Regions from separate parts of the Mus musculus genome. Here region 2 is linked to region 1. Evidence: chromatin contacts called from public HiChIP or PLAC-seq data. All regions are on one chromosome and are shown on one strand. Each heading gives the region's core, a stretch centred on a gene start, on an enhancer-like site or on the middle of the called end of the contact. The rest is flanking DNA. Distances are from core to core; before and after follow the strand shown.

The links. HiChIP or PLAC-seq counts read pairs in DNA pulled down with a chosen protein or histone mark.
Region 2: a contact with region 1 is called in an H3K4me3 HiChIP or PLAC-seq map of bone marrow-derived macrophages, with 4 times the contacts expected there. The contact joins the enhancer-like site here to the promoter of Tbc1d16 in region 1. A contact is called at or near these places in 3 of 39 promoter capture datasets (cranial neural crest, hippocampal neurons and liver), 1 of 15 datasets of contacts at CTCF or cohesin (embryonic stem cells), 1 of 484 Hi-C or Micro-C datasets (embryonic stem cells), 5 of 115 datasets of contacts at active chromatin or transcription factors (bone marrow-derived macrophages, embryonic stem cells, large pre-B cells and 2 more) and 1 of 9 other capture datasets (embryonic stem cells).

What each region holds. Positions count from the first base shown.
Region 1 is chr11:119,227,063-119,229,973 of GRCm38.p6, forward strand. Tbc1d16 (TBC1 domain family, member 16) reads right to left here and starts at 1,437. Exons shown (of 12, transcript NM_172443.3): 1 at 1,334-1,437. It overlaps Ccdc40 (coiled-coil domain containing 40), which reads left to right and starts at 1,510. Exons shown (of 21, transcript NM_001364767.1): 1 at 1,510-1,685; 2 at 1,966-2,100. The coding sequence starts at 2,072.
Region 2 is chr11:119,893,381-119,896,291 of GRCm38.p6, forward strand. Rptor (regulatory associated protein of MTOR, complex 1) reads left to right here. Exons shown (of 34, transcript NM_028898.3): 30 at 876-1,003; 31 at 1,539-1,625; 32 at 2,523-2,639. Among named protein-coding and RNA genes, the nearest start is that of Chmp6, 19 kb to the right of the region's middle. Within about 2 kb of position 1,506, at least 51 of the 459 cell types and tissues checked have an H3K27ac peak or open chromatin away from gene starts, as enhancers often do. A contact at or near this core is called in embryonic stem cells, where this site is marked.

The sequences.
Region 1 (2,911 bases), core at 187-2,686:
CACCACCAAGACACATGTGGGCACACACACCCCACACAATAAATAGTCATAATAAAAAATGTGGTTTTGAAAGCTTATAAACTGCAGCTCTTTCACGGGCCTGTTTTCGCACAACGAAAACCCACACATGGTGATCCGAGGCTGTTAACAGACACCGTGATTGCCAGGAGAGTCAACAGTTCCCAAGAAGAACTTCCTAGCTATACTCAAGACATTCCACTCACCAGAAAGCTATGGGGGGGGGGGGGGGACAAAACAAACAAACAGAGAAAAAACCCATAAGTACTGCTCAGCTAAGAGATCCATCCCCAGCAACCAGCTAAGAACCAACTCTGGTAAATTCCCAATGGGTGAATCTTAGCCGGCCCCTGTGCCCAAAGTCACCGCACCACTAAGTTCAATATTCGCTATCAAGGTTAATGTCAATATTTCTTCCAAGAGCTACATACATAGTTTCTTTTAAATTCTTTGATCAGTTATTAAGATTTAGAGTGGAGCCCCTAGTCCCCGGCTCTTTGCACCCATGTTCTGACCAGTATGCTTGGTGACAGGACACTTCCCCTCTCTCTCTCTTTCCTGATAAAGGAAGTTGACAGAGTCCATGGAACAAACTTTAACAGAGTCAAGAGACGCTTTTCTATTCCCCTATTTCTGAACGGAACCTGGACTAGATTGTGGCCAACATGTGACACCGACTTCGGAGGAACAGGCTTTTCTCACCGCGCGTTCTGGCAGGGTTCCGTGGGTTATTTTTAGCAATCTTAAATTGCCCTTTTTTCTTTTTATACTATCCCTTTTTTTCTTTCTTTCTTTTGAGGAAAGAGAGAGAGAGAGAGAGGCGCGCAGGCTAAAAAAGAAGCGAGGATCCTGACATGGGGCCTCTTAAATAGCCCTGACCATTTCCCCCTAGTGCCCCAACGCTAAGACCGCACACGCCCCAGGAGGGCATGGCACACCTTGGGGGCTCTGTCTGACAGTGCAGGAACCCCATAAGTTCTTCGCATGCTCAGACCAGCCAGCAAGACAAAGACCGCAAGTGCCCCGGCCCACAGCTCCAGACAGGCGAGGACCGAGTCTCCTCGAGTGGGCCCACTCCCAAAGCAGAGAGTCTCACTCGAGGGTGGAGTTCCCAGGGCGTCCCCAGCAAGATCCGGGTTCCTCCGCATCGCCCCCGCCCAGAGCCCAGAGCCGGTCCCCCAGCCACTCCCGGACCCCCGCGCAGCAGGCCCGGGTCCGGTGCGTGCAGATTCCAGGGTACCCAGGAACCGCCACGTCGTCCCGAGTGGACCCCAAAATCCCCGGCCCGCGATCCCAGAAGAACCCTGATACCCACCCGGGTCCCGCCGCGAGGGCTGGACACGCGCCGGCTCCAGGAGCCACCACCGCCGCCGCCACTGCCACCGCCGCCGAAAGCGAGGCGCGGCGGGGAGGGAATATGGAGAGGCCGTCCCCGCTCCGCCTCCGCTCCGCCCCCGCTCCGCCTCGCTCCGCCCCGGGGCCCAGCCCCGCTCAGCCCGGAACGCCAGGCACTAACTCCAACCTCAGGGTCCTGCGCATCCGTCGACCCCTGCTCGGGGCTTTCTGCTGACTCTGCAGGATCTCGCCACGCGCCTAGTACCCCGGACCCTGCCCTGGATGGGAGCCCTGTGCCCTCGATCCGAAAGGCAGGGCCTCCCTGTACCCATGTATGCGCTCACCCCTTGCATTTCTATTTCTCAAACTTAGGGTTACGAAGGAATGATGCTCCCCAAAAGGTACTGGTTCTTGAGTAACCCAAAGCTGGAAGTGGAAGAGCCAGAGCTAGGCGCGTTTCCCGGACCCAGCATCCCCAACCTGCCTGCCACTTTCTTTGAGTCCCTGAACATCATCAGGGTCACTCTACGGGAACTAAGTCCAGCCGGGAAAGTCTGGGACACATGGCGACGGACAGGCAAAACACATTTGTTCTTTAATGTGTTTGCTTAGTGTTTCTGTGTGAATCGATGGACGCTGCCAGACCCCGCCTCCTGCGGTCTTGGAGCACGCGGTCCAGACTTCGCCGGATGTTGATGGCGTAGCCTAGCAACGAGAGATGGCGGAGCCGGAGGACCAGGCTGACGGGTAAGCCCCGCAGGAGGGATAATAAACCCACCAGATGTTTTCACTAAATTTCTGCACGCAGGTACCCCCACCCGGACCGCCTTCTCCTTCACTTCTGTGCCCCTTCCCGCTCTTCTCCACTTTCTGGACCTGTCCTACACTACCCAACCCACGCTCCCCCATGTCCCCTATCTCTTGCACCTTCTGTTCTTTGTCCTTTTCAAGCGCCCCCCACCCCCCATCATTCCTTACTCCTAGCCCCTGCTTCTCCTGGACTACAGACTTTAACGCCCCGCGGTAACCATGGCAACCATCATGCTTGATAAACCCGCTGCAAAGCAGGACTTGGATGGATGGGACGCCGTTCAGTATTACAAGAGTGGGAAGAAAGGAGGAGCAGTAGCTCCGTTGGGATTGGGCTAGGCCCATACCTCCCCCTGCAAGATGGATTCCCCTCACCCCCATCATGGTCTTGAGGGATAGACTGATCCCCATCACTGAGTGAACCCCAAAATGCTGTTGCCGGCACTGTTTTAGGTTTTGTGCAAAACAAAAGCAAGTTTAAACAGTTCTATTTGCTCAGACTTTTCTGGGTTGTTTCATATAGTTAAAGTCCTTATGGACACCCATGGAAACACATCCAGAGTATATCCCACGAGAAGGCTAACTGTGAAGCCACAGGTATAGAATGAGCTCCAACTTGGGGAAGACTTGAAATGCAAAGATTCTGAGCAAAGGCAGGTGCACAAAATGCCTGCTCCAGTGGTGCTGGGAAGCAGAGGGGGGAATAGCCCAAGCTCTCATTGTCTGTGAAGCAGAAATCTGTATTCGT
Region 2 (2,911 bases), core at 256-2,755, 670 kb after region 1:
CAAATCATGGCTATGTCACAGAACAGAGGGATAGAAGGGTTGGGGCAGGAGTGACGAGAGCTGTCAAGGCCCCCGCTGGAAGCTTCCATGTATCCTCAAGCCCCACACTACCACCAAACAGTTAAGCCCTGGCTGTCAGGGTCCCTGTCCCTGTGGGGAGAGAGAGCCTGATTGTTCCTACTCCTAAGGGTGCTGCCAGGGACCCTGTGGGGCTCCTGCAGGTACAGGGCCTCCTTGGGTGTCATCACGTCAGCTGCAAAGGCAGGAGTGGGGCTCCGTCACAACCTCCCCGACTCACAGCCCTCCCCAGCCCGCGGGTTCCTCTCAGGCTCACCCCATCTGATTAGAAGGCATTTTTCCCTCTGAGGCCCATTTCCAGCTCCCATTCCTTCTTGCTGCCATTCATCACCCCCTGCCCTTCTGCAGTATTTATGGCCACCGTGGGGAGCAGAGAAGCCTTCCCTCAGCTCTTCCCTGGCTAATTAGGGGCTTGAGGAGAGAGCTAACGAGGCTCCCTCCCTGCCAAAATGTGCTTCGCCTTTCTTTTCAGGAAAGGGAGAGATTGCTGGGAAGATTAATTGGCACTGAGCACCAGGCATCCCCACAGTTGCCTTCCAGGCTGTGCCCAGGCCCAGGCTCACAGGCTCTGCTCCACCTGCCTGGTAGGCCAGGCTCAGGGCAGACTCTCACGCAGATCGCAGATCAGGGCATGATTGACGCCCTGTGAACCCTGCACTACCCTTGGCCCAGTTCCTCTGGCCTGTGAGAGCCTTGCAGGTGGAGACCAGTTTCTCAGCCTGAGAGAGAAGAGGATATCTCCACAGAACACCCTGCAGCCAGCTCGAGGCTCCTCACTGCTCTCTCTTTGGGCTTAGGACATCCCCACGGGTGCTGACAGCTGTGTGACAAGTCTGTCTTGTGATTCGCACCGTTCGCTCATTGTGGCTGGCCTGGGTGATGGCTCGATCCGTGTCTACGACAGGAGGATGGCACTCAGTGAATGGTAACTGTCACATCTCCCCTCTCCTTAGCACTATTCAAGCTCCTTCCAGATGGCAGAGGCCACCCCACTGCCAGTAATAAGTCCAGATTGCTCAGTGAGCATGAAGTGTCTTCGGCAGTGCACAGTGGACCTCTGATACCAGACAAGAAGATGGCACCCAGGGCTAGAGAGAAGGCTCAGTGGGGTCAACCTTCACCTTTCACTGTCTGGCTGCTTCAAGTTGACCCCACAGACAGAAACAGTGACCTCACTAAACTGCTGACTAAGGCAGGACCAGGTCTTCCTCATCTCAAAATGGCACCCAGGCTTCAAGACCCTAACTGGGTAAACAGAGGAGAGAGAAATGAGGGGGTGGCCTAGGACAGCCTCGCTAGCCCCTCCTCCTTCTGGGTGTCCTCTTGAGGCTCCGCCCAAGGGCAGGGCTGCCAGCTCCAGTTCAGCCCACTCCTCCTAGCCCTACCTGCAGTTCCCTCCTGCAGAGCAGTTGGGGAGAGGAACTGGGCTGGGCCAGTCCTGACCACACCTTCCTCCTTAGCCGGGTCATGACTTACCGAGAGCACACAGCGTGGGTGGTAAAGGCCTACCTGCAGAAGCACCCTGAGGGCCACATCGTGAGTGTGAGGTAAGGAGCAAAATATGCATGAGACATTTGCTGTGAAAACATTATTCTCCCTCCATTTAAATATGTTCTTGGTGTTTAAATAGCTAGGGACTGTTGGCATTTCAGGGCAGTAACTGACAGTAACTCCGTGACTGGCCTGAAAGGTCAGAGGGCAGAGCAAGAGTCGGGGTGGAGGTGGCAGGTAGGCTGGGCTGAAGGAGGAGATGCACAGATAGGCGTGTCCCTCACAGGAGCAGCAAAGCAGAATGCACCAGGTGGGTGGCACCTCCCTAGCAAGTCACCTCAGTGCCAGCCAGCCTGTGCACGTAAACTCGGGCCCACTGCTCAGTAAATACTGTGCTGAGAGCAGTGGATCTTTATCTGCTGTTAAAGAGACAGCAAAGCATAATTCACTGTCACAAAGCCACCACTTCTTCAGAGAGATTTCCTTCCCCCCTTGTCTGTGGCATAAAGCAAAGCATAATTCTTGGAGTGGACATTGAAGCAGAAGGCTATAAGCACAGGCGAGGGATCCCTCAGCCATCTTCTGCCTCTGACAACTCTGTTCCTGGCCTTTCTTGTAATCTCTTCTCTGACCCTGCTGTGTCCCCCTTTGTGTGAGCATGCTATCTCCCTTTAGTCAATCCTAGCCTTTTCTGGCTTGAGAGGGGCAGCTTGATGGGAACCCTGGCTGCCAAGACCAGTGGGGTGGTTCGACGTGGGGATCTGTGCTCCACCTGACTTGGAGGGGTCCTGGGAGTCTACATGGCTTTGGCCTTACCAGCATGTGCAAGTGGGCATTGAAACTTCTCATGGCCAGTTATGCCATCCTTCAGAGCCAGGTTCCTCCCCCTCAGGGCTCCAGATAGTATCCCTAAGGTTGCCACCAGCAAGCATCACCCTGGTCCTTTCTCACAGTGTCAATGGAGATGTGCGCTTCTTCGACCCTCGGATGCCCGAGTCTGTGAATGTAATGCAGATTGTGAAGGGGCTGACAGCCCTGGACATCCACCCCCAGGCAAACCTGATCGCCTGGTAGGTACCCTGCCTGCCTCCCTCCATGCAGCCCCCTGTTTCTAAGCAGAAGGCCCTTTCAGAGTGTACAGCCTTTGTCTCTGTCCTCCACAGGACCTTTGAAAGAACAGTTTAGAGGGTGTAACTGTACTACCATGAAATAAAAACAAAAGATGTCTCCCCTGCCTTATCCAGCTTTGAGAACAAAGACCTGCCCCCTGGCATCTCTGGGGACAGGCCTGGTTCTTCCTGACAGTAACAGATGCGCAGCCACTTCCTGCCTCAGGGTGACA